Regions from separate parts of the Mus musculus genome. Here regions 2, 3, 4 and 5 are each linked to region 1. The links are chromatin contacts, called in public HiChIP or PLAC-seq and promoter capture Hi-C maps. All regions are on one chromosome and are shown on one strand. The core of a region is the stretch at or near the end of the contact, and the rest is flanking DNA. Distances in the headings are between cores, read along the strand shown.

Region 1 (5,384 bases), core at 1,353-3,852:
CATTTGTAACATTTCAAACTGAAATTGTTTTATTAGCATGTCATGGAATATTCATGACCATGCAAGCTGGAAAAAAAACGGTAAATGCAAAAGAAAAACTGATGTTCAAACATTTTTACTTTGTAAGACGTTGGAAATTTCACATTCCTCTCAGCCATAATGAGGGTAATCAGGTGAGCCTGACCATGGTTTACCCAAGTAACTAAAAGATGAGCAGTACTGTAGGTAGATGCAGGAAGACACCTTAAAAGCAGTAATTCAAGCAGGCGATGCTATTACCAACTCAACTAAACATTACTTGAACTGTTTCCAAAATACCCAACCCAGCCCTCCCCTCCTTTCATGTATGGGCTGGTTTTTTTTTCCAAAAGAAGCAAAACCAAGTTTTCTTCCTCTTAAATAGACCAGGCTTCAAACCTCATTTCATACTTGGTTTGCTGAAACTTTTCAAAAAAAAAAATCAAATGCACGGTAATTAGATACTTAGTGGCAAGGAGCTGAATTTGACAAGAATGGACAGAATGTTCTAGATGGAATAAAAGAAGTTTTCAGTTTATCACCCTCTGTGTGGCACGCTGGAACAAAGGATGCTTTGCCCTCTTCTGCCCTTTTTTGTGAACACAACTTTCCTAAGTCAGGCCAAGCAGAAAAGGCAATCTTTTTTTAAAGCTTGCAAAGTTATTACGTGACCATCTCACCCAGACTTCTATCAATCCTCCTCCCACAAAGCTCTTTTGATTTCCAAAATATACACTTGAAGAAAATAGATTCGAGCACTCTCTACAGACTATCTACCTAGACTACTTTAAGACCAGGAAAAATGTTTACGGTTTCAAGTTCCATTCAGAAGGCTTTATCTGCAATGCGTAAGCAGTTTTGGTGGCAAGCTCGGTCAATATCAGAAGGCAGGTACAATGTTTAGATGAAGTGGATGAAGATTTAAAACAGCAAAATCCTATTTGCCTCCCACACTCCTAAGGAATTAGCGGGGCTGGCTGGTCTCTGTGGTGGTCATACAAGTCCGGTACACTACTCTGAGTAAAGGTGCAGCGGACGAGCGCTTTGTTCACACTGGTGGATGAAAAGTGATCACAAACACCTTCTCAATTTCGTCTTTGGGCAAAAGGGTGGGAAGGAAGAGGAGTTTTCGCCTCTGTTACTTCCGAAACCGCGTTTAAAGGACGCGGAGAGGAGGCGAAAAGGGGCGAAGTCGTGGTGTCCACCTAGCCGCAGCAGAGAACCGGGATCTTGGGAAAGTGATGCGGAGGAGTGGAATCTTATGTAAGCACACACCAAAATCCTTGCGTGCATCCCTGGGCTGATCATCCAACACACGTACACTGCATCCCACCCAGGGGCGCACCCCCCAGGCTGCATGCGCTACTGGAAAGTGGGCTAACTCCCACCGCGTGTCCCCAGATCTCCCCAGACCAGCACCTCAAGCACCCTGGGGCTACAACTAGGGCAGTCATGGCCCAGGTGCCCCGCCCGGGTACAAAATTGGCTTCCCCAGGCATCTGCAGCGCGCGCCTAGGTTCTCCGGAGCTCTTCTCTGAGCGCCTGAACCTGAATCTCACGTAGCGAGCGGGCTCGATGTTCCGCACTCAGCCCAGAGCCCCGCTCCCAGGCAATCAGTCACACAGTCGGGTCGGAACCCCGCGCCCCAGCAACACTACCTCACTCGGCACCGATCCCTGTGCGCTGACACTATTCCTGCACTGGGTCCTGTACCTGTGCACCTGATACGATCTGGGCCCCGAACCTTGCTGGAGACGATCTGCGCACCGGGATCCGAGCCTCGCCCAATACGACGCGCGCACTCGGACCTGAACCCTCAGCCCTGGCACAATTCCCACACTCGGACCCAAATTCCGCGGCCCTGCACGACTCCTGCACTCTGCCCACCTCCTTGCACCCGGTTACTATGCCCGAACTCGGACCCAACCTTGCCCAATATGACTCGCGCACTCGTATCCGAACCCTGGGCCTCGGCACGATCCCCACACTCGGACCCGAACCTTGCCTGATACAATGCGCGCACTAGGACCCGAACCCTGGGCTCTGGCACGAGTCCCGCACTCGGCCCAGAACCCAGAGGCCCTACAGGACTGCAGCACTTGCCCATAACCCCGCCGCCCCGCATGACCCTCGCACTCAGCCCCCCACCTTGCACCCGAGCACGGTTCCCGCACCCGGCCCCGACCCGAACCCCGCGGCCCCGCATGACTTCTGCATTCGGCCCAACCTTGCACTCGGTTCTGACTCCCGCACCCGGCTCACCGCGCCCCGTCGCTTACCTCGCGCGGCCCAGACCCCGCCGCCGCACAGCAGCCCCGCCAGCAGCAGCCGGACGGCCGGGGCCAGCGCGGGCGCAGGGCGGCGCAGCATCGCTCGGGCTCGGGGCGCCACGGCCGGCCCGACGCGGAAGCAGCAGGGAGTCGCGCGGGACGCCGAGAGGGGCGCGGGCAGCCGGGGGCCGGCGGCTGGGCGGCGCGGCGAGCACCGGGATGGGAACGGCAGCCGCCGTGCTGCTGGGCCGCGCGCGCCCTCCCCTCGTCGGCAGCGCTGCGCTGGAGGCGGCGGCGGCTAAGATGGCGGCGGCGCTCTCTCTCGGGTCCGGCGAGGGTACCCGGCCGGGGGCGGGGTGGCGGCGGGCGGGGCGGGGAGGGAGAGCGCGCGCGCACGCTCCCCGCTCCGCGGGTGCGCGAGCCCACAGGCTGAGCCCTGGGTGCGCGCCTGCGGGGACGCGCCGAGGAAGATTGGCCCGGGAGCAACCGGGAGGGACCCGCTGGACGCGCCCCCTGCCCGCGGCCAACCCGGAGCATCCACTCCTCCTCCTCGCGCGCGCCCCTGGACGCTGCACCTGGAAGCCCCCCAAGGCACCTGGGGATCCGCTCCTTGGTTTCCGAACCTAAGGACTTGTCCTACTGCAGATCCTAGGGCCTCAGAGCTCCAGCACCCGGCCACTTCATCCAAGCGGTGTCACCTCCAAGCACCTCGGTGACCTCCTCTGCCGAGTGGAGGTGATGAGCAAAGCTTGTGGGCTCAGGAAAGGTTGCAGGGACACAACTCATCCCAGTGAGTTTGGTAAAAGCCTAGGGTGGCTGTACTTGTTCTCCAGCTCCAGTCTGGGGGTTTGGAAAGGGACTTTTGTCTCCAGGGACTCCTGATTTACCGTAGAAACCTTTTGTCGCTTATTTATAGCCTTGTAGCGCGATAAAGAAGATGCTAAGTACCCTTTAGGAATATGGAGAGTCAAAAGAAGGGCCCTTTCTGGGGTTCTCTGCAGGGTTCTCTGGAGTCTGTCCCTTTTCCTTGTATGTCTCCTGTAATCTGGATGGACAAACAGACACACACACACACACACACACACACTGCCCTATTCTAGAGGAGAGGGCTGACAGAGTCACGGTGGGCTTCGGTGAGCACACTGTGTTGCAGCTGAGGAAAGTGAAATGCCTTCTCAGGTCAAACAACTGAGAGTCATCAGCCCTGGAGGGCAGGGTGGCCTCATTAGGGAGACACCCACAACACAAACCTCAACAGCCCTGCAACAGTTATTTCGGCCACTGTTGGAAGAGTCGCCAGCGATGTCCAGGGCGTGTTTGAGAGAGGATGGGGTGCTGGTGGGCCAGCTTGGGGAGAGGGTGAGGAAGGCGGACAGCCCTCCAGGCTGGGTGGAGTATGGCCTGTGGAGAGAGAGCATTGTTTAGGAAAGTTTGGGCAAGAAGCCCACAGAGGTAGACTGAGGTGCCTGGACACGGCAGGACAGAGGATTTGGACTTGACGCTACAGGAAGACCTTCAACAGCTGTGAGGAGAGGTACGGTGACCTGTGCGCAGACCAACCGACCTACCGAGACAGGGTCAAAGCAAACTGTAACGGAAACTCTCCTCTCTGTCCTTTGTTTCCTGACCTGTCCCCACCTCTAGACCACGCCCCAGCACTCCTCCCAAAGATGTCTGACTGCGGCTGCACCTGCCAACCAACGTTGTTGTTGACTCTTGAGAGACTTCCTTTGGCCACCTCAGCTGCTCTAGGAAGTTCTGGGAAGACTTCCCACCTCAGCTGGGCCCTACACAGCATAGAGTATGCTGTTGGTGTCTTCACCCAAATCCATTCCTACCCAAAGCCAGCAGCCCCTGACCCAGCCTCCTTTACCCCTGCCCTGAGAATGTCAGGACTGCCTCCCTCAAGAAGTCCTCCTGGAATGTTCCTGCCCCACCCACTGAAACCATATAGTCCCCAGTCAAGCTGCTTGCTATCTCAAACTCCCCGTCACTAATCCAGAGTGGGAAAGGACTGGACTGGATAGTACAAGCCGACAGGACTGCACTGGAATTCTCCTCTCCCTCTGCAAGTGGCCGTGCGCAGATCATGAAACTTTCCGACTCTCTTGCCTCCCCTGTGAAATCCAGTAGCAAAACCCACATCTTTAGAGTCTGGAGATCTATGCCACATGATGAAATCAAAGTGTCTCACAGGGGGCTGGGGATGCAGCTCAGTCAGCAGGGTGCACGCCTGGCATCCAGGAGAGCCTGGCTCTCCATGCACTGGGCAGGATGGCCCATGCTTGCACTCTCAGAACTCCGGAGGTGGAAGCTGGAAGAGCAGAAATTTAGATCGTCCTCAGCTACATAGGGAATTTGAGGCCAGTCTGAGATACAAGAGATCCTGTCTCAAACAAACAAACAAAAACAAATAAACAGACCTTGGCTGAGAGAGATGACTCAGGGAACAAAGGCCCTAAAGGCTCTTGCCACCAAACCTAATGACTGCATTCAATCCCCAGAACCCACAAGCTGGGAGAGATCAAACTCCTGCAAGTTGCTTTCTGACTCCCAGATGTGTGCTGTGTCTACACACACACACACACACACACACACACACACACAGGAACACACAGGAATGCACAAAATAATAAAATAATAAAGTTTTATTAAATTATTTTATTATCTTATGTGCATGGGTATTTGCCTACATGCATATTTATGTACCATGAGGAGGTGCCCATGGAAGCCAGAAGAAGGCATAGCATGTCCTGGAACTGGAATTACAGATGGGTGTTAGCAGCCATGCGGGTAGGCCCTGGGAATCAAACCCAGGTCTTCTGCAAGAGTAGCCAGTGCTTTTAAACCATTGATTCCATCGCTATAAATAATAATAATAATAATAATAATATGTTTCATAGAGTCTGACATACAATGCATGTAAATAGATGGTACATGCATTTTCCTTTGGGAGTTGAAGGCTTCTGAGGCTTGGCACACTGTCAGGAACATAGTAGATACTTGGTAAATATCCTACTGTGAATTGAGTGAATTTCTGTGTCCATTTTAGTAGTAGTAGTAGTGATAGTCTGGAACTCACCAGTTTAAAAAAAA
Region 2 (5,384 bases), core at 2,151-4,650, 250 kb after region 1:
CCCAAGGATTTTCTCTGGCCTCGACATGCATACCTACATGCATAACAGTAGCAAAATTACAGTTAAGAAATAACAATGAAAGTAATGTCGTGGTTGGGGCACCACACATGAGGAGCTGTATTAAAGGGAGGGCCACAGCCCTGGGAAGGTTGAGGACGACTGGTCTAATTCATCCTCCCAGGAACTAACCCTGCCTGTTATCGATGCGAACACTGATGCTCAGAGGGGTCAGCCATGGGCCAGGACTGGGTGTAACTTAGTGGTAGAGCCTGTGTTTAGCATGGGCCAGCTGGGTGTAACCCAAAGGTGTCAAGGCCATCAGAGGACCCGTCCTGGAAGGAGCAAGCATGAGCTGTGTGGTCAGTGTGCTGGTGTGGCCATTACCTCTGTTTCAGAGTGCACTGGCCTGTCACCCTCTGCAACTGTAAGCCGGCCATGTTTTTCCTTCACACTTGGCCAAGTGTTCTGAGTAGCCGGCTGGTACTGAGATTTCTTTGGCAACTGTTTGATGTTTCCCAGGATCAGCAGCAGGCCCGGCAGTCTCAGCTTGCTCAGGACGAGCGTGTTTCCCGTTCTTATCTTGCCCTGGCAACTGAAACCGTGGACATGTTCCATCTCCTCACCAAGCAAGTCCAGAAGCCGTTCCTGAGGCCAGTGAGTAGAAACTGGGGTGCTTGTGTGATCTTTAAGGGTCTGGGTACAGAACTTATAACTCAGCGCATGTTCATTTTACCTACAGCAACCAGGGAGTAGAATTCTTTTTTTTCTTCCTTTGGTTTTTCAAGACAGGGTTTCTCTGTATAGCCTTGGCTGTCCTGGAACTCACTCTGTAGACCAGGCTGACCTCAAACTCAGAAATCCACCTGCCTCTGCCTCCCGAGTGCTGGGATTAAAGGCACGCACCACCACGCCCGGCTGTGAATAGAATTCTGATTTTGTTCCCAGTTGGTCCACATCACATGGTACTCTACAGGGCTGAAATGAAGCCCCTTAACGTATACTCTAAAATGTTCACTTCAAGATTGCTCTCTTCTGATTACACAGCACATTTGGATCAGGATTTGTGACACAATTTCATTGTTACTGAATTACCTGTTTATATATCAGAAAAGTATAAGGTAACACATTATGATTTGGAGGACATTAAGTAGAGTAATAGGTAAAAGATGCTTGCTGCTTATAAAAGAGCTTTGAGGCAACATTGAGGGAGCTGGGGGCTCCTGAGAACTGTGACTGAGGCTTACTGTGACCTGATGGCTGAAACTCCTGGCCCAGTCCTGTTCCGAGGTTGAGAATGGGCAGTGTAATGGAGACCCCACCCCAGTAAAGAGCTGAGGTACCTGTGGGGTGGCAGTGCGCAGGGAGCTGAGGTCCATCTGCAGCTGTCTGCACATGTGCAGCTTTACTGTGTATTCCTCTCCTTCTCTGTGCTTCCTCACTGCTCTGTGACAGGAATCACTGTGTTGCCTCCAGCAGGGCCACTGTCACACGGGGGCCTGTCTACAGACTGAGATCTGGGTCTTTTCCTGTTTCTTGATAAGCAGATGTCAGCATAGCAGCAGATGCGAGCGAGCGGGAAGCAGCTCACCGTGGTCCACATTCCTGCTCCCTTAGGGATGTGTAAAGGGGATTTGCTAGCATCTCCTACCAAGGCTGAGAGAGCAGCCGGTTAAAGGTGTTGGAGATGTGTCTCAGGCACCTGCTCAGCTGTGCTCCTGTGATAGCCTGGACATAGACAAGCCTGACTGTTTTCCAAAAGAGTGACCACATTCAAATACAACTTTATGTGTGGGTGTGTTAGGGACGGTATATGCTATGTGCTTGCCAGCGCCTTTGGCGGTCAGAAGAGAGCTTTAGACTCCCTGGAGCTGGATTTGCCTACTCTTAGGAGCGCACTGATATTGGTGCTGGGAACCAAAGTGTGTGTCCTCTGGAAGAGAAGCACGTTTTCTTAAAAGCCAAGCCATCTCTTCAGCCCGCCTGCATTTCTGCCCTCCTTCCTTGCTCGCTTAAGCACTTTTTCAGCCCCCAGCTTTCCAACACTGGGCTAAAACCATGATTTCTACAACAGGAAGCTCAGGAGATTTTTTTGTATGAACCCAGTCACTGCATGAGGACCTCATTAGTTAAGGAATCTTTTTGCTGGTCAGTATTTAATGTCTGGTCTACAGCAGCTGTCTCTGAGCTCAGAAGCCATGTTTGTCCCAGCTGCAGCAGGTACTGTTGGCCTGCCGACTCTTGAGGGCTATTTGTCCTTAATATTCTGTCAGTTTAATTCATCACAGTGGCAAGACGTACGCCGTTGACAAATGTCACCGTCTTCTCTCTCTTCAGTAAGTAGATTAGAACAACACGTGCCTGACTGTTGGGGACTTGAGAAGTTTATGGGGAAATGTGGACATGAGGCTTCCCAGCCACAGTGACAGGACAGCGAGGGCCTCTGTCCTCTCCCTGCTTCTCAGTGACTTTGGAGTGATGCTCTAAGAGAAAGTGTCTCTTTCCAGAAGACTTCTGTGGGCGTTCATCTCTATGCAATCAGACCACTCCATTATAGGGGTTTTCAGATCAATGGCGGGGGAGATGTTTGATTCCAATGCTTTCTCTAGCTTTGTGCTGCAGCTCAGCACAATTCAGGGGTGCTTTGCAGATTGAGCAGCCCATTCCCACTGGGGTAGGAGCTTCTGGGCCTGGACTTTGCAGCAGCTTGGACCGTCCTGTTGTCCTTCATTTCCTAGGAGCTTGGTCCCCGATTAGCAGCCATGCTGAACTTTAACCTGCAGCAGCTCTGCGGACCCAAGTGCCGGGACCTGAAAGTTGAAAACCCAGAGAAGTATGGTTTTGAGCCAAAGAAGCTGTTGGACCAACTGACAGATATTTATTTACAATTGGACTGTGCTCGCTTTGCTAAAGCCATCGCCGATGACCAGGTGAGCACTGAGGAGGCCCATCTCATCAGGAGGCCTGGCACTGAGCCGTGTGGTTGGCATCTGTGGTCTGCACCTTCACAGCAGACCTTGTGCGTGTGTGTGTTGTCGTCCCCCTCCACCCTGTGCGTGTGTGTGTGTGTGTGTGTGTACTCCACACCTCAAAAGAGGTTAAAGCAGGAATTTTAAAGTCTCGTTTTCAGAAGTTGTTAATGCAGTGAACATGAAGTCGAGGACCACAGCTGGTCCAGGAGAAGAACTGATGCTTCCTTGGGAGAATAGAGCAGAGCTGGCCCCCTAATCCCTCAGACCCCCAAACAGATTCTGTTTCCAAACTCTGTTTGCTGTGTCAGGAAATTGCAGGTCTTCCCAAGCGCCCTGCTTACCAGCTGCCATGAATACATGGCCTTCAAGCCAACGCCTGCCTCCTCTCCTTTATCCAAGAGCCTTGGGGGTCAGGTCAGCTCATGTACCACAGCCTCCAGTACAGGCCTTCCCTCTGTGATGTCACAGAAGGGGATCCTGTTGACTGTCCTGGTGGCACAAGCCTGTATCCCAAATACTCAGGGGGCTGGAAACAGGTTGGTCACAAGTTCAAGGCTAACCTGGACTTAACTGAGACCATCCATGAAAACAAAATTGAGCTAGGAGTATAGTTCAGCGGTAGAGCACCTGAACTTGCAAAGTTCTAGGCTCAACCCTTAGTCCAGCCGGAGACTTTTGCAGAGAAAAAGGAAAGGGTTCCTCCCCTCCATGGTCTCTGAGCATCTTTCTTCCCAGGTCTTTTGCCATAATGTCTCGTGTAGACTAGGCTAGCCTTTGAACTCCTGATCTCAAACTCTCCTCTTGAGTACATTGATGTGTGCTACCATGCCTGACATCTGGGCAGCTCTGCAGCACAGTAATGCTTCGTGTTTACTGTATACCGCTCTGACCACTCATTTGATAAGCATGAATTCTATGGCACAGCTTCTACTAAACCCTTTGTTTTAAAGTAAGGAACACAGGGCACAGAGGAGCTTAGTGGCGTGTCCAGGCTCAGAAAGTATGGTATAGAGGGAGAATGTGTGACTGGCAGTCAAACCCTGTACCCATATTCTCACCATCTCCCTAAATGTTCAGAGTGTGGTATATTGCTTCCCATGTCACTATCTTTGTATGCACAGCATATGTTACCCATCCTCAGAACTCTCCAAAGGTCACTGCCTATAGCTAATTCAAAGGAGCAATGTTAAAACACAAGAGTTGTATATATACTCTTGTTTTCTTAGTTTGGTTTGGTTTGGTTTTTTTTTTTTTTTTGAGACAGGCTAGCCTTGAACCCAGGATCCTTTAGTGTCAGCCTCCCAAGTGCTAGAATCGCAGGTATGTGTTGATCATACACTGCCTTTTTTTTTTTTTTAAGATTTATTTATTATTTGTAAGTATACTGTAGCTGTCTTCAGACACCCCAGAAGAGGGTGCCAGATCTTGTTATGAATGGTTGTGAGCCACCATGTGGTTTCCGGGAATTGAACTCAGGACCTTTGGAAGAGCAGTCAGTGCTCTTAACCACTGAGCCATCTTTCCAGCCCATACACTGTCTTTTCAACTACAACTTTATCGCACAATTATTAATGTATCGATGCTTCTTGTTGTTTCTTACTGTTTGGGACACTGTCTCGCTGTGTAGCCGGCCGGCTGCCTCCCCAGTGCTGGGGTTCCAGGCGTGGACAGGGGAGTGGAGCGGGGATATGCAGAGGAAGCAGGCCTGTGTGGTTATTTAGAAATGGAAGCTTTAAAATGCAGTGCTCGGGGGAAAGGGACAGGCAGACTTTTGAATTCAGTGCCAGCCTGGTCTACATAAAACGTTCCAAGCCAACCAGGGCTCCATACTGAGATTGTCGCTCATTAAAAAGAAGGCAGATGGATTAAGGAGTTTCCCCCACTGCTGGAAAGAGATGAGTCTGTGTAGGTGTCAGTGTAGATCCTGCTCACAAGGTCACAAGATGAGCAGCAGACTCGGCAGAGGCCTCACAGTGAAACAGAAGCTCCTGCAGGCCCTGTCGCTGGCCCCTTGCTCTCACACTGGGGAGCAGAGGGGGACCCTGCCATCCTGCTCCTCCTCTGAATCTCACGTGCAGTCTCACAGGCCGGAGAGGGAACGGCAGCATTGGAAGGTGGAGTCTTCACGTAAGCAAATTCATGGACATTGGTTTACTTGATGGTTTTGGTTTGTGTTCTGTTGTTGCTGGTGTGATTAGAGACTGTGGTTGTGTCCCTGGGCCCCAGGAGACCCATTCTCCTTTGTATCTTGGCCTAAGTCAGCAAGTGGGCACTGTGAAGCACGAGTGCTGTGTGTTTTGTGGTGTGGGTGATTGTTACACAGTAGATCCCTCAGAGCTGAGTCGCTGACCACGTCACACCTGAGGAATCTAGTTTGGGCAGGTTAGGGATTTACATGAGACTACATGACTGGGG
Region 3 (5,384 bases), core at 1,145-3,644, 220 kb after region 1:
TTAATTAGAAGGATTTTCTTTTTTCGTACAAGCCAGCAATGAAGAACCCAGAGTAACTTTAAAATCAGGTCAAAAATTAGCTGAAGGGACATTTTGTGCTTATTTTATTGATAAACTTATGCTGAGACCATAATAAAGTGACCTTAGGTGGCTTTGTAAAGGACATGGCATGAACTCAGTGGCAGCAAACAGCACAGATAGGCCTCTGAGTCACAGAAAGCTGGTGCTCTCTCGGGCTGGCTGGCTGGCGTGAGTGCTGTTGTCTTCCTGTGTTTGAGGTTTCTTTGGAGAGAATGCGAAGGAAAGGGACTGGAGACCCCAGACCACGTCCTGCCTTTTACCTAACAGGTGCGGCAACTATGACCTGGCTAAGTCCTTGACTGGAATTTCTACTTCCTCTAATGTTTGAGTGATGTTTCCAAATGAACAAACAGAAGTAAATAGCAACTTAATGTAAGGGCTGGAGATTAGCGTTGAAGCTTCTATCTCCCCTGGAGGCTCTTACTTGGAAATAAAAGAGTAACGTTTAGTATGCAGGTCACAACAACAGTATGGTGCCTAGGCAGGCAAGCTGTCTCTAGGCAGAAATGCTTGCTTTGTAAGCCTGACGGCTTGAGTGTGGTTCCTGAACCCGAAAGGGAAGACACCTAATAGTTGCCCTCTGATCTCACATTCATATGCACACATACCTACTTATACAACATATTATATGAACACAGTAAGATTAAAATTTAAAAATAGAATCCTTGATGATAACAATTTATGCTTATTCATATTTTGCCTGTTTATTATCAATTAAACTCTTACTTACACAGGAGGATAACTCTACTAAAAAAAGTAAATTTTAAATATTTTTTGGATGGACAGTTAATGGCGTTTATCTGTGTGACTGTAGAAGTTTTGCCTTCTTGATTGCGGTTCTGGCATCTCTTGCCTGTGTTGAGTGTTTTCAGATTGCTTAAGAAAGCACAAATACCATCCACCCTGATTACTTGAGTTACAGAGACCAGAATGATCTCTTCCAGCGCTGTTCTGATACCTGGCTGTGCTCTGCGCAGGTGTGCGCTATCTTTCTATCCCGTTTCTCCTGTGCTGAAACTTCCCTGGGATGGGATGAGCTTTGTGGCCTGAGGGATTGGTACAGGTTTCTAGTAGGTTTATACTACGCGCCCTTTACAGCTGTGGTTCACGTTGCCGGCTGCTGTGTACCTTCTCCTCGTGATGGTGTTAGTCTTAGATGCTAGCCCACTCCTAATTGTGTGGCTCAGTGAGAAGGCACTGTTAAATTTGAAGGTGAGCTGTGCTGAGCAGCAGGGCTTGGCCACTGTCACCAAATCAGTGCCAGCCTTGTGTGTCTGACTACCCTTCAATTTCCTGGTCAGGTGACTGTGTTAGCAAGACATTCTTACTAAAAATAAAATTTTCAGTTTGAACATTCATCAGCTGTCTCCTTGTTCTCAGTTGAATGCAACAGAGGGAAACAATTTCTTAAGTGTTGGTGGATTCGAGGAGAAAGTGGAACACTTAGTGTGATTTCCATGCAGATCATGGGTGTGTGTTAATCAGCAACACTGTGGGGGCAGGGCAAGTGGGAGTGCTGAGGTGTGCAGCAGGACCCTCCCCCCACGCTCTCAGCCGCCCTGTCTGCGCCCTACAGGCCGTGGGCCCTGCCAGAGTGCTGCTAGTGCTCAACGCTCGTCCTTCCCTGCACAGCTGAGCTCTGGTGCTGCTTGGACAGTTGTCCTGGTGGACCAGCCACACCAAAGAGTTGTAGAGTTGTTTTTATGGATGGGGAAAACCAGTGTGTCTTGGGGGGAGGGGGGGATGGGGCAGGGGAGAGTGCAAGTGTGTGGACTACAGACTGGTAGTCATCTTCAGAGCCTGCGTGCTAACCTTTCTCACACCTAACGTTTGTGGTTCTCTTTCTTACAGATCTTTATCCCCATTTTACAAGGCCTGGCGCTGGCTGCCAAAGAGTGCTCCTTGGAAAGCGACTACTTTAAGTACCCCCTCATGGTAAAAGCTCAATCTTTCCTTTTTAATTGATATATAAATAATCCCCTCATGGTAAAAGCATATTCCTTTTTTTTTATCAGATCTGTGTTTAACCTTGTTTTTCCTTTTCTTTCTTTTTCTTTTTTTTCTTTTTCCCTTTCCTTTCCTTTCCTTTCCTTTCCTTTCATTTTTTTCTTCCTTTCTTGAGACACAGTCTCATGTCTGCGTTAGCTCATGGCCCTGCGCCCTCCTCTCGAGTGCTGAGATTACAAGTGTAGATCACTCTCACCTTCAGATGTAAAACCTGAGACCCTGCTATAGGCCAGACACTTGTGTGACTGTGTCCTGAGCCACCCTAGTGTATTGGCAGCTTTCCATGCCCCGCCACTGCCAGTCCTAGACAGCAGCGAGTGAGGCACTGTGGGAATGTGCCTTGCTATTCTGGGGAGCCAGCACAAAGGATGACTGTCAGAGGCATCTTGCTGGTTTACAGAACAACAAGCAAGCCATACTTGGGATTTGAACATCAAGCATCATGAGATAGCTTGCTCTTGAGTTACTAGATGCTTGCTGTTCAGGCCTGACAACTGGAACCCACGTCAAGATGAGAGAGAGATCCCACATACATACTCAACTCCCCCTTTCCCCGGACACACACACACAGTAATAATAAATGGAGACGCAACATAGGATTGGGGCTGGGAAGACAGCTTAGCAGTCAGGAGTGTCTGATGCTCTTCCGCATGGCTCGAGTGTGGTTTGCAGGACAGCCTGGAACTCCGGCTCCAGAGGATTTCCCTCTTCTGCCTTCACAGGTGCTGCCGAGCACTCAGGAGGCATATACCTGGCACACACAAATAAAAATAAATCTTTAAAAAATCCCCAACAGATCATTTTAGTATCTTCCTGTGTTGTGCAGGCTGGCCGTGTGGTCATGAACCTGCATCATTATCCCGAATGCTAGGATGACTGCTTTGTGTTGCCATGCCCGACTGGGCCAGAGAGATGATCCAGCAGGTTAAAATACTTGCCACACAACCCTGTGACCTGAGTTTGCTTTCTCGGAATCAACATTAAAAGACAGGTGTGCTGCCTACTATCTGTAGTCACAGGATAGCTAGGGTAAGATAAGAGGCTGGTACAGGATAATTGTGGGCTAGCTAGCTTGGAGCAGCAAAGCACAATAGTAGAAAAAGGAGATTCTGCCCCAAAACCTGGTGCAGGGCACTAACCAACTGCTGAGCAGTTTTACTTTGACATCTAGATAGGGGCTTTGGCATGTGTGCGCCTGTCTATACATGTGCGTGTGCACATGCACACACACACACACACACATACACACATAAGCGCACACTAAGTGAGTAATTTTTTAAAATTTTAATAGCCTGTTAATACAGGTTAAGGAGTTGATTTAGTAGCTAAAGTGCTTGCCTGGCAAGCAGGAGGACTAAACCCACATAAATCTCGGTGTGTCTGTAGCCTGCCTGCCATTGAGGCCACACATCTCATCCGTGGTCTTTGTTTCCAAGTAGATGTGCCTGGTGCCCCGTGGTGCTCAGAACAACCATAGACTATAATAAGAGTCTTTAGCCAGATTCTCACCGAGGACTCAACTGTTATAAAATACTGCTGTCCATACAAGAGGCATCGTGGTCCATGACTTTCATCCCATCACTTGGCAGGCAGAGGCGGGTGCACCTGATCACTGTGAGTTCGAGGCCATCATGGGCTACATAGTTCCAGAACAGCCAGAGCTCTATAGAGAGGCCCCATCTGGGGAAAACAAAACAAAAAACCTTACCAAACAGCAACAAGTGAGAGGTTCTTTTCTGTCTGACATTTGCTGCTTTGAAATTTTGAGAGATGAATGTCTTTTGGTATTTTTGTTACAGGATTATAATAGAAAAAATATAAAACCATGGAACTCACTCACTATATGACTTACATACAGGTACAACTTTGTATAGGATGAGGCCATAAAGAAATTGAAACTCTATGTTTGTTCCTTTACTAACTCTTTTCGTTTAATTCCATTTTGTGGATCACTCATAATATTGGGGATGTGCCCTGGGTACCCTAGGCGCTTGTAAAGCAAGCTCTCTTTCCTTAGGATATTCGTAATTCAGGGTAAAAGTCGCATCATCACAAAACATCTTCACAGTTAATCTGTGGCAGATGGTCACATAGGTAACAGAAGGGCTACTGTTAGAAAATCAAGACAAACGGGCAGTGGTGGTACACACCTTTAACCCCAGCAACCGGGAGGCAGAGACTGGCGGATCTCTGAATCAAGGCCATCCTGGTCTATAGAACTAGTTCCAAGGACAGTGAGGGCCACACAGAGAAACCCTGTCTCAAAACAAATGGAAAAACAAGACCTTCATAGCAGTAACAAGGAGAAGTTCATAATAATGTTGGGAATGAGGTGAAGCTGAACCGAGTGTGGTAGTTCACGGTCAGCAGCTTTGGAGATCTGAGCCGTCAAGGTCATGGGTTGGCCAGCCTGCGCTACAGAGTGTCCATTTACACAAAGGCAAGAACAAAAGCCAGGTGTCTGGGTTCACCTTGATCCCTGCACAGTCTGAGCAGGAGGATCAGGAGCTCAGGGTGTCTTTGATCCCAGCACAGTGTGACATTATACTGGGCACACAACATCCTGCCTGAAATCTCACTTTGAGCCGGGTGCACTATAGTTGAGCAGTTGAGGCTGAGGGAGGACGATCATTCCAGGACTTCCTAGTGAGAAAGTCCAGAGAAGTCTGTGCTACATAGTGAGATTCTGTCTCCAAAAAAATCAAGAAAGTAGACAAATAAAAACTTTGAGCATGTTTCTGGGGCTGTTTGTTATAAACTGTATGGCTGGGCACAGGAAGTGGAATCTGCTGCTGCTGCCTCAGCGGGGATGCCTTTTAGTCAGTGCTGATCACCCTTGCTGTTCTGCAACACAGCCTTGGAACTGCTGTGCTCCTCATCTGGTTTAGCTTAGTGACTCAGTGACAAAAATGTAATGACAGGATCCACAAAATGCCCTTGGTGGAACACAGTCATCCTTTGTGGGGGTGGGGGTGGGGGGTGGGATTTAACTTGGGGCCTGCTGTTATGCTGGTACAGTAACGAGGGTGCATCAGGAGGGCATGAGGGGAGGAGGGCAATAGGGCAAAGAGAGGAGGACTGTTGGAGCACAGAAACAACTGTTGTTGTTGGATTGACAACTGGCAGACTCTGCTATGTCCTATGCTGTGACCTCCAGGGTGTTGTTTCTTGTGCTGGTGCTACTGTGCATGTGTCAGCCCCAGTATTTAAGAGGTTAAGGCAGGAGAACTGAGAGTTCTGGGCCAACCTGGGCAACATAACAAAGTCTTATTCAGAAGGAAACACACACATGCACA
Region 4 (5,384 bases), core at 1,182-3,681, 190 kb before region 1:
CTTAAAAATCAGCCGGGCAGTGGTGGCGCACACCTTTAGTCCCAGTACTTGGGAGGCAGAGACAGGCAGATTTCTGAATTCAAGGCCAGCCTGGTCTACAGAGTGAGTTCCAGGACAGCCAAGGCTACACAGAGAAACCCTGTCTCGAAAAACCAAAAAAAAAAAAAAAAAAAAAAGACTTAAAAATCTATGTCAGCTAAAGTAAGCTCTCATTTCCTAAGCAACGAAAGCGAAGGATTTGGTAGATACAAGAAAGATGAAGAATCTCACCTTTTCCTTTCCTTTGTCCAATATTAGAGTGTAGCTGGTATGGATCCTCCCACATGGAGAGCTCCGCTCTACCACTGAACTCTATGCCCAGATTTGGATCGCTGCTATGCCCAGCTCTGCCTGGCAGCAATGGCTTTACTATAGAGCAATCACTGTGTTTGCAGGTGACTGAGCCTAGCAGTTGTTTCTAAGCAATGCCCACTATCAAATACAGATCTGCCGTGTTTGCTCACAGCTCGCCTCCTACTCCAGTTTCCCTCTGTGTACACACAGGACGTCTGGCAGCTCAGCCGGTTAAAGGCGGTGCTTCTCATCAGATGTGGGAGACGGAAGACAATGGGTTGGTGTGTTCTGCATCCGAATACTCTGGAAGGTAAAGGAGCAAAGGAGTGGCCTGTGGGGACAGCTTCCTCTCAGCTGCAGAGTTGGTGGGACACACACAGACCTGGAGTCCCTAGCAGGGGAGGGGGAAGGAAGGAAGGAAAGGATGAGTTCCAAGACTTGTCAGAGCTAGAAGTGTCAGAAGCAGAAGAAGGGAGAAAGTAAGAAAGAGGGAAGAGAGGGAGGGAGGGAGGGAGGGAGGGGAAGGGAGAGAGTATGAGTCAGTTTAGAAGCTGACATTAATGGCCTTGGTGCCTGTGCAGAATATAGAGTCACTACCAGGGCAGGGAACAGAAGAGACTGAGCAGGCTTGGGGGAGGAGTAGAATGATCAGTTCAATCTAGGACATTTGTTTATTAGTTCCCTGGGCAGTACTAGGTGGCAGGTACCGTGACAGGAACAATCTGTTAAGAACAACCATGAAGTGTAAAAACAAGGCCCCCCACTCCCATGGAGCTTGCATTCCAGAATGGGACAAACAGTTTGAATAAAACAGAGTGAGTACACGAGCCCACATGGAGTCACCGAAGCCATGTGATCAGGGTGCTGCCAGGGCAACCAGGCAAAGCCCAGCCAAGAGCCAGACCTGGAGGTAAGAAGATGCCAGGCTCACTGTGGCAGTGGTCCAGGATATTTAAGGGGAGGAGCGATCTGGGTCGCTCAAGTCCGAGCATCAGCGCACACAGTACAAAATTCACACTGCAAAATACATACCAAATATAATGCTATTTATAGAAAGATCAAGAACACACAAAACACTAAGGGTAGGCTAGAGGAGGGCAGGCTGTTTAGGTGACGTGTTTTTTTTTTTTTTTTCCTATTTAAGCTCAGAGCTGTGAGATGTAATATGTAATCACCATACATGTTTATACATGGAAATATTACAGAATGAAATTCTTAAAAAGATCGGGAGCTCAGGGTAAATGTACTTGCAGCCAAATCCGACAACTTGAGTCCAATTCCTGGGACCCGTGAGGCATGGTGGCTCATGCCTTCAATCACAGCACTCAGGAGGCAGAAGCAGGTAGATCTGTGAGTTTGAGGCCAGTTTGGTCTACACAGTAAGTTCCAGAACACCTAGAACTACACAGAGAAACCCTGTCTCAAAAAACAAGTCAATTCCTGGGACCTGCATGATGAATAGGCAAAACTGACTCCTGCAAGCTGTGCTCTGGTCTTCACCATTAGACAGTGGCATGTGTGAACCCATGACATCCCTTAAAAACACACAATAAAAACCACAAAAAACAGCTGGGTAATCTCAGCACTGGAGAGGCAGAGGCAAAAGGATCAATGTGACTTCGAGGTTATCTTGGTCTACATAGAAAGTTCCAAGGTGCTGGGTAGTGGTGGCGCACGCCTTTAGGCCCAGCACTTGGGAGGCAGAGGCAGGCGGATAAAATGTGAATTTGAGGCCAAGCTTGGTCTACATGGCAAGTTCCAGGCAGTCCAGGACTGCAATGTAAGACTGTCTTAAAAAAAAACAAATCACACACACATAAACATAATTTTAAAAAGAAGAAAAAGAAGAAGAGGTTTGGAGCATAGGGCATGGTTACACACTCAGTTTCCAGCCTCTGAGAAGGACCAAGCAGCTTTGACCAGTTTGCTGGTCATCCTCTTATTATCCTGAGCAGCCCTTCGGGGCCTGATCCCGCCCCGCGTTGCACGACCGCCACGCCCACATCCACCTGCCGTCCAATAGGCGTACGGGATCCGGGCCCACACCTCCGCCGCGCCGCGCCCCGCGACGTCACGGCCCGGCCTCCGCCACGTGACGGCCGCGCGCTAGGCTCTCTGCCTAGCGGCTGGAAAGCGCCGCAGAGGCCGCTGACTGGCCGGGCGCGACGCCGCGGAGGGAGCCGGGCGCCTGGGCCTCCCGCGCGCATGGGCGCGTCGGCGGCTGCCTGAGGAAGGCAGCGAAGCCAGCGGAGCTCAAGACCTCGCGCGTCCCACGAGCGGCTGCGGCGGGCCGCGGAGCCGGCGCGGCCATGGCGACGGGCACTCAGCAGAAAGAGAACACGCTGCTTCATCTCTTCGCCGGCGGGTGAGTCTGGGGCCCGAGCTGCTCTCGCCTCAGCCCCGGCCTTCTCCCCCTGCGTGCCGTGGCCTTGGGAATCCGCGTTTCCCGTCCGTCGCGGACTGGGGTGAAGCCAGGACGGGCAGCCCAGGAGGGTCGTGGCTTCGGCGTCCCCACCGCGGGGTCAGCCGGCACGGCGGCTTTCCACCCGGCGCGTCCGCGGTCCCATCCCCCACCCACCGGCCGCCTCTCGCCGTATTCTCCTTTTGAACAATTCCTGGCTGGTGTGACTGTCACCAGGGGCGATCGCGCCGAGCCCCTGTGGCTCCGGCCTCCTGGCGTTTTCCTGATCACGCTGCGGTCACTCACCGCTGCAGAGGTGCGGATGCTGGAGGTCCCGGGGCAGCTAGCCCAGGAGGTACTGCGCTGGGTCAGAGCTGCGGGCAGGTGTCGCAGGGCAGCCCGTGGCCTGCCCTGCGGAGTATGGGGGGTTGGGGGGGAACGGATGCTGGTCTGCACCACGTGGGACGGTAAATGGGGACCTCGGAAGGTTGGTCAGTGCTAATCGATCCTAAAGCACCTTTCAGTGATTTTCAGTGGAGGAACACATCATGATAGGAGGATACAACTAGGAGCTGAATTAACCCCCTAAAAAAACGAAAGTTTGGGGTTTTCTTTTTTAAATAGTATTTTTCTTTTCCTTTTGTCATAGCTGCTAGTGGCTTGGGACCCTTTTGGTGCTGGTTTTTCAAACTATCTATGGAGCTGTGTCCCCAGCCCTGGGGTCATGAAGAGCTCTTTGAGATTTAGCCCAGCTATTTAAGTTTTACATAACATGCAGCGTTTTTCCTGTGTTATCATCTTCACTTGAGAACTATAACTGGACCTAAACAGTTCCATATACTAGAAAGTAATGGTTAATGAAAGGGTTATCCAGAAAATAACGGTGATGAAAGGGTTTCTGGTGCCTTGGTCCTTTTACCTGGCAGGCTGGCAGTACCTTTCACCCGTCAGATAGCTTTAATGGTTGTGCCTAGGCAGGAGGAATTTCTTGTTCATCCATTTCTGTCAGGCCTTCATTCCTCCTATCCATGTCTTCATTGGTATTAACCTTTGAGAGTAAGCCTTAGAAGGCACCCTCACTTTATATAAATGTGTCATCCCAGGGAACTTAAAGTCTGTTAGGCATATTTTTAAAGCCAAGAGAAATAAGTTTATACTCAATGGGTTGTTTTGTTTGTTTGTTATACTTTTTCTTTTCTTTTCTTTTTTAACTGAGTGGTCTCTTATGTTGTATGTCTGCCTGCTCTTAACTGGGGGAGTTTCAGAGTGGCCTGTGTTGAGGCTCACTACTATAGTTGATGACCCTGTCTGGATGGATTTCCCTGCACACCCTTCACAGTGCCCTCTGGCTGCCAATTCCAGCCTCTTACGTGCTGATAGAGAATACTGCAATGGGCAGTGAGGCTTGCGGGACTCATTAAGAGGCAGGGAGTTTATTAGTGCTGTGCCTGAAGCAGTGGTGTTTAACAAGTTCTGGTTCCTTCATTAGCCATTTAAGATCTCTGTGCTTGCAGATGAGAAAAGAAATGAACCCTCAAAAAGCTGCTTTCAGAGCTCTAATTGGATTTTAGCCTAAAACACCTTTTAAGGTAGAGCATGAAAGGAGTCAGTATAAAGAGGGCACAGACTATAGTTAAAAGTTGTCAGCCCAGGGGTCTGGTAAGCCCTTTCCTCTGTTGTTAGCTGGCATCTCTCCAGAGAGCTAAGTTCAATGCCTTTGAGAAGTCTGAGATCTTGCTTTTAAAATCTGTTGGTTTCCCTTGTTTGTTGAATAATCATTGAAGGCTATGTTCCCAAACAGATTTAACGATATCCCTGATTATAATAATATAAACAAGTTTTGTTTTTTGGAGACAAGGTCTAGAACTCACAGAGATCTTCTGTCTCTGCTTCTACCTCCCAAGTACCACGATTAAAGATATGTGCCACCAGGTCCTGGTAATACACTTCTACTAGCTATCAAAGGCTTATAAATTAATATAACCAGTGAAAATCTATTTTAGATCCTGGAAAAAAAACAGACTGCACCAAAACAATTCATAGTCTTTTTTGTTTGTTTGTTTGTTTATTTTTGGTTTTTGGTTTTTCCAGAGAGGGTTTCTCTGTGTAGCCCTGGCTGTCCTGGAACTCACTCTGTAGACCAGGCTGGCCTTGAACTCAGAAATCCGCCTGTCTCTGCCTCCCAAGTGCTGGGATCAAAGGTGTGTGCCACCACTGTCCGGCCAACTCATAGTCTTTAATTTTTTTTTTCTTAAAGGAACAAGTTTCTGGATTATTTCCCAAGATTATTTCCTATATTAACATATACTAGTCAGATTTTCAGTGTAGCATGTTGCCCTCAGAGAAGAGAACAGAAAGGCCACCACAGACCAAAATCTAGAAATAAGCACTTTGGGAAAGGTTCCGAGTGTATATATGCCCCAACCCAATTTTATACTAACTTTAAATATAAGATTGAGTTGTTTCTGTTTGTTTATTTTGTGTGAGCAGGTCTGGAATTCACCGTATAGCCCAGGCTAGCCTCACACTCCCAGCAATCCTGCCTTAGCCTTCTAAGTACTAGGATTCCAAGGCATGAGCCACGTTGCCTGGCTGGCTAAAGCCCCTGCCTGCTCTTCACTTTGTTTTCTTCATAGTGATGTATTGATTT
Region 5 (5,384 bases), core at 1,942-4,441, 130 kb after region 1:
ATAGTTTCTGATCCTGCCTAGAGGGAAACTCTTGGAACTGACCAGGAGGAAGGTGATTCCGGAGCCTATGATTCAGTCAAAGCTCCGTCCCCTTCAGCAGCAGTCCAGTCCAGTCTTGAATAGGTGGCCTTTACTCAAGCTGGCCCGAAGCCAGGGCAACTGGCACAAAGGCTAAGAGTATTATTAGTTACTTCTGTGCCTTTCATTTTTAGGCCAGGCTTTAGAACAATATGATCCTTAAGGTTAGGAAGTAGCTACTGTTCTTTTTTTTTTTTTTTTTTTTTTTGGTTTTGAACCTTTAATGAGAAAAAAAAATATACTATGGAGCTCAAGTACACGGTGGTCGGTGAGTCACTGGGGGGAGTTTGGGGGTCACACATGACACGTCTATTTAACAGACCGTACAACAGAAACACACAGTCAACAAAATACCAAAGTGGCGGCTAGCAAGGTTACGTCTCAGTCTCCTCATCATTCAACAGCATATTGGGGATCCCGCGGCTGATGGGGAAAAGACGACCAGATTCTGGGCATTGCAGGGTGCCCTCCAGTACATCAACCTCAAGCAACACGTGGTGCATCTTCCTCAAAAATGTCTCGTCGTGCTCATAGCCTTCAGTCGGCTCTTTGGGTACCTCGGCCAAGTTTAAGGTGTCCGCTGCCTGCACAAGCGCCGCCCACTCCACTTTGGGGATCATCCGCGCCACGAACTCCGGGTTGAACTCCACGGGGTTGATGCGGACCTCAGTGGCCTGCAGGCGCAGCGGGAAGCCACGCGTGCCCACGCCCCGCACATGGGAGCTTAGGAGATTGTGGGTGAGCAGTTTCATGTTGTCACAGCGGAGCGCGTGAGGCCGGAACCGGAAGGCGTAGCTACTGTTCTTTATGCGTCCTGTTCCAGACTCCAGAAATTTGGGCAGAGTTCACAGTTATGGATCCCTCAAAGGTCAAGGAATGTCTATGCCATTTGGTGTAAGAGATTCAAACGCTCTTTCTGAGCAAGTTGATCCCACCTTGGCTTCTCAATACAAAGGGCATTTCTCCCTTGGAAAAGGTCACATTCAGTCAGTCAGTCAGTCAGTCAGTCAGTCAGTCAAGCATTTATTGAGCATTTGCTGGGCAGAGTGCAAGACCCGGGGACACTGTCATGGTAAATGACGTGAACCCACAGTCATGCCTTTCAGTCAACAAACAGGGAAATGGACGAGGCATGGACTAGGAGAGGGAGAGGGAGATGGAGACAGAGAGGGAGAAGACATAAAACATATGCAAATTATAAACAGGTTTTTGGGGTTTTTTTGTTTTTTGTTTTTTTGTTTGTTTGATTGATTTGGTTTTATTTGGTTTTTCAAAACAGGATTTCTCTGTGCAGTTCTGGTCATCCCGGAACTCATTCTGTAGATCAGGCTGGCCTTGAACTCAGAAATCTGCCTGCTTCTTCCTCCTGAGTGCTAGGATCAAAGATATGTGCCACAACAGCCAACCTGAAAAAAAAAAGTTAACAAAGTTGTGAGTTTTTGTCAGTGCTAGCTGTGTCACCATGGGTGTCCATGATGCCTGTTAACTGATGTGGAAGGACCCTGTACCGTTGGCAGAGTTTAGGTCTTGGAGTGTGTGACAGGAGACATGAGTGGGCCCAGCACAGGCAGGCATTTCTGCTTTTGACTGTGGATGTCTGATAGCTTCACGTGCCTGTGACCCTGGCTTCCCTGCAAGGCTGGACCATAACTTGGAATGGTGAGTTAAAACAATCCCTTCCCCGATAAGTGGCTTTTGTATGAGTATTTCATCACAGCAACAGGTAACAAAACTAAGACCCACCCGCTTGCTTTTACGGTGCAGACACAGAGCCCAGGGCCTCAGTGCAAGCTCTCTGTCACTGAGCTGCGTCTCCAGCCTGGTTTCCAGTTTCCTTCTTTTGAATTTTGAAAGGTTTAGGACTCTGGTGGAAGTGATGTCACCTAACTTCTGAGATCGCTTTGTAGGACACAGGGCAGCACCTTTGTGGTTCTCTTGGGACTCTTAGAGAACTCAACCTCCATGCTATCTGGGATCCCTAACAGTCCATAAAGAGCCTATAGCTTACCAGACCCAGCCCTCAGCTCTTTTTTTTTTTTTTTTTTAAGATTTATTTCTTTATTTCATGTGTGTGAGTACACTGTAGCTGTCTTCAGACACACCAGAAGAGGGTGTCAGATCCCATTACAGATGGTTGTGAGCCACCATGTGGTTGCTGGAAATTGAACTCAGGACCTCTGGAAGAGCAGTCAGTACTCTTAACCACTGAGCCATCTCTCCAACCCCTGGCCCTCAATTTTCAAGTGTGGACAGATTTCCAGCTAACACACAGTCAAGTCTGACCAGCTGGTCTAACCTGAGCAGGGTAAAAGAAATGAGTTCCTGGGCTAAAGAGATGGCTCAGCGGTTAAGAGCACTGACTGCTCTTCCAAAGGTCCTGAGTTCAAACCCCAGCAACCACATGGTGGCTCACAACCATCTGAATCAAGACCTGATTCCCTCTTCTGGTGTTTGAAGGCAGCTACAGTGTACTTACATATAATAAATAAAATAAATCTTAAAAAAAAAAAAAAAGAGCTGGGCGTGGTGGCACATGCCTTTAATCCCAGCACTCGGGTGGCAGAGGCAGGTGGATTTCTGAGTTTGAGGCCAGCCTGGTCTACAAAGTGAGCTCCAGGACAGCCAGGGCTATACAGAGAAACCCTGTCTTGAAACCCCCCCCCAAATAAATGAGTTCCTATTTATTAGGATGGCTAGGTGCTGCATATACATTGATGTATGTGTGGGCATGCGTGTGTAAATCAGAGAACAGCTGGTTTTAAACATTTATGTTGACCCAGTCAGTATTTGATGCTGGGAGCTGAAAGCCATTCGTTTAGTTATTAACATCTAAGAATAAGGGATGACCTGGGTCACACCCTGGGCTCAGAGGTGTTTAAAGTTAAACTAAAGGAGGGAGTCACAAGGGAAACAGAGGTTGCCAAGGTAGGGTGGGGCAGGAGAAGGGATGGAGCCAGGAGTACGTGGGAAAGGAAGGAAGGAGGGATAGCCAGGGCTCCACACCCCCAGCTTCCCTGTCCCCTCCTGCAGTCCCCTTGGGCTCCATCCTGGCTCCGCCCTCGCCCCATTGACAATATAGGGCACCACTGCCTGTGACTCTTGGGCTTTGGCTGCGGACAGACACCAAACCATGCCAGCAGACCTCAGCGGTACCTGGAATCTTCTCAGCAGCGACAACTTCGAGGGCTACATGCTGGCCCTGGGTAGGACTTAGGGTTGTGCAGCTAGGGGGAGCTAAGGTTGGGGAGCAAGGCCTCGGGCCTCCGGGATTGAGTGAAGACAGTTTGTCCTGTGTGTTCCAGGTCCTTCTGTCCCCTGTGGGTTATGTTCTCGCTGGTCAGCTCCTGTCCTTGTCCCAGAGTCTCTGCTGCTCTGTCTTTCTTCTGACCCCCTTGTCTCGTCTGTCACTCATCCCATCTGTCGGTACCTCTCTGCGTTCCTCGAATCTCAGGTGCTTATGTACCCCTGCCTATCCAAATCTGCGTGGATATGTGGGATACGGTTGGGAGCGGCTGGGGCTCCTAGGGGCAGGGCGGGTCCTGGCACTGGAAACCAGGCAAACAGCAGCTGCAGTCTGCGTGAGAATTCAATTTCCCCGCCAGAGCTGAGCCCGCTTGGCTAATGGCCAGTGTTCGGAGTTCAAGGCTACTCCTGCAGATGAACCGGCAGAGTCAGCCTGAGCTGCCCATGTGTGTGGCGAGAGAGCAGTGCCCCACACCCTGAACCCTGTGGCCTCCAGTGCATGGGTCCACGAGAGAGGGTCTGATCACTGACCCTGCTTCCTAAAAGACTCTCGGTATGGCGCTGACCGGGCAACTTGCTCTGGCTCTATGGATTTGACAGATTTGGGCAACTATTCCTGCATGCAGAGCATCCTTGCCAGGGCTTGTATTGGGATTTATTTGTTCGGGTTTTTTTGTTTGTCTGTTTTGAGATAAGGTCTCACGTTGTAGGTCAAGCTGGCCTGGACCTCACTTTGTAGACCAGGCTGGTCTCAGACTTCAGGAAATCCTCCTTTCTCAGTTTCCCAAGTATAGAGATTAGAGACCTAAGCTACCATATCTTGCTGTACTGGGTACTTGAAAAACTTCCTTCAAGTACATAGAACAGACTTCAAAACCCCAGTAAGTAAAAGCAATTAAAAAAAAAATCATCCTTCTTTAGCGGCTAGAGAGGTGGCTTAGTCATGCACATGGCAGCGCACAACCATCTGAATGCCCTGTTTACAGGGAATGCGATGCCCTCTTCTGGCCTCTCTGGGCACTGCATACATGTGGTGCACAGATATGCCTGCAGGTAAAATTTATACAAGTTCTCGTGAGTCAAGTATGGTGGTGCACACCTATGATCCAATATTTGGAAGTGGAGGGAAGAAGATCAGAAGTGTAATGTCACCTTTGCCTGTATAAGTTCAAAGACAGCATGTGTTATGTAAAATCCTGCTTTAAAACCAGCTGCTCTCTGAGTTACACACGCATGCCCACGCATACATCAATGTAAATGATTAAAATAAAAAATATATATAATAAGAACAATAACTTTGCAGGTATTGACTTTGCAACTCGTAAGATTGCCAAGTTGCTGAAGCCACAGAAAGTGATTGAGCAAAATGGGGACTCCTTCACCATCCAGACGTGCAGCAGCCTCAGGAACTACCTTGTAAAATTCAAAGTTGGAGAAGAGTTTGAGGAGGATAACAAAGGCCTGGATAACAGAAAATGCACGGTAAGGGCTTAGGCAGCAGCTAAGGGCTAGGGCTCTCACTTAGCCAGCATGAGGCCCAGGGAAGATTACTAGCACCTTAGAAAAAGAAAAACGAAAGAACATAGGCTTGGGGCTGGAGAAACAGCTCATCAGCTAAGAGCATTTGGGCTCTTGTAGAGAATGGAGAGTTTAATTCCCAGCACCCACATGGTGGCTCACAACCACCTGTAACTGCAATTCCAAGGACCTCTGTGGGCACCAGCCATGCACATAGTACACATACATGCATGGAGGCAACACATAAAATTTTAAAAGATCAAAATGTAACCTAGGCTGCAGATCTCAGTTAGCGCTTCACTCAGTCCACCCGGTAATGTTTAAGGATCCTGCCATAGTGAAACACTGTTTCTCTCTCCCTCCTTGCAGAGCCTGGTTACCTGGGAGAATGACAAACTCACTTGCGTACAGAGAGGAGAGAAGAAAAACAGAGGCTGGAGCCACTGGATCGAAGGGGACCAGCTCCACCTGGTACTGATCTGTCCTGATCTTTTGAAAACATTTTGGGGGAGGGGTGGGAGGAGAGATTTAAATCACTATTTCTT

What was found. Promoter capture Hi-C pulls out the DNA fragments that hold promoters and counts their contacts. HiChIP or PLAC-seq counts read pairs in DNA pulled down with a chosen protein or histone mark. Capture Hi-C pulls out chosen DNA fragments and counts their contacts.
Region 2: a contact with region 1 is called in a promoter capture Hi-C map of adipose tissue. The contact joins the promoter of Ube4bos3 here to the promoter of Clstn1 in region 1. A contact is called at or near these places in 12 of 39 promoter capture datasets (the 3T3-L1 cell line, the HPC-7 cell line, cranial neural crest and 8 more), 1 of 115 datasets of contacts at active chromatin or transcription factors (embryonic stem cells) and 3 of 9 other capture datasets (adipose tissue, liver and pancreatic islet).
Region 3: a contact with region 1 is called in a promoter capture Hi-C map of the C10 cell line, with 2.4 times the contacts expected there. The contact joins the enhancer-like site here to the promoter of Clstn1 in region 1. A contact is called at or near these places in 7 of 39 promoter capture datasets (the 3T3-L1 cell line, the C10 cell line, the HPC-7 cell line and 4 more), 2 of 115 datasets of contacts at active chromatin or transcription factors (both in embryonic stem cells) and 1 of 9 other capture datasets (pancreatic islet).
Region 4: a contact with region 1 is called in an H3K4me3 HiChIP or PLAC-seq map of embryonic stem cells, with 17 read pairs. The contact joins the promoter of Slc25a33 here to the promoter of Clstn1 in region 1. A contact is called at or near these places in 2 of 115 datasets of contacts at active chromatin or transcription factors (embryonic stem cells and pancreatic cancer cells) and 1 of 9 other capture datasets (adipose tissue).
Region 5: a contact with region 1 is called in a promoter capture Hi-C map of adipose tissue. The contact joins the promoter of Rbp7 here to the promoter of Clstn1 in region 1. A contact is called at or near these places in 3 of 39 promoter capture datasets (embryonic stem cells, stem cell-derived epiblast-like cells and trophoblast stem cells), 7 of 484 Hi-C or Micro-C datasets (8-cell embryo, bone marrow-derived macrophages, embryonic stem cells and 2 more), 6 of 115 datasets of contacts at active chromatin or transcription factors (embryonic stem cells, microglia and pancreatic cancer cells) and 3 of 9 other capture datasets (adipose tissue, liver and pancreatic islet).

What each region holds. Positions count from the first base shown.
Region 1 is chr4:149,583,686-149,589,069 of GRCm38.p6, reverse strand. Clstn1 (calsyntenin 1) reads right to left here and starts at 2,602. Exons shown (of 19, transcript NM_023051.5): 1 at 2,298-2,602. The coding sequence starts at 2,388.
Region 2 is chr4:149,332,655-149,338,038 of GRCm38.p6, reverse strand. Ube4bos3 (ubiquitination factor E4B, opposite strand 3) reads right to left here and starts at 3,400. Exons shown (of 2, transcript NR_131918.1): 1 at 3,311-3,400; 2 at 2,127-2,807. It overlaps Ube4b (ubiquitination factor E4B), which reads left to right. Exons shown (of 27, transcript NM_022022.3): 23 at 520-654; 24 at 2,736-2,927.
Region 3 is chr4:149,362,086-149,367,469 of GRCm38.p6, reverse strand. It overlaps Ube4b (ubiquitination factor E4B), which reads left to right. Exons shown (of 27, transcript NM_022022.3): 10 at 1,933-2,016. Among named protein-coding and RNA genes, the nearest start is that of Ube4bos3, 30 kb to the right of the region's middle. Within about 2 kb of position 2,394, at least 44 of the 459 cell types and tissues checked have an H3K27ac peak or open chromatin away from gene starts, as enhancers often do. A contact at or near this core is called in hippocampal neurons, where this site is marked.
Region 4 is chr4:149,771,314-149,776,697 of GRCm38.p6, reverse strand. It overlaps Slc25a33 (solute carrier family 25, member 33), which reads left to right and starts at 2,431. Exons shown (of 7, transcript NM_027460.2): 1 at 2,431-2,698. The coding sequence starts at 2,643.
Region 5 is chr4:149,452,775-149,458,158 of GRCm38.p6, reverse strand. It overlaps Rbp7 (retinol binding protein 7, cellular), which reads left to right and starts at 3,191. Exons shown (of 4, transcript NM_022020.2): 1 at 3,191-3,281; 2 at 4,625-4,803; 3 at 5,209-5,310. The coding sequence starts at 3,209. It also overlaps the pseudogene Trmt112-ps2.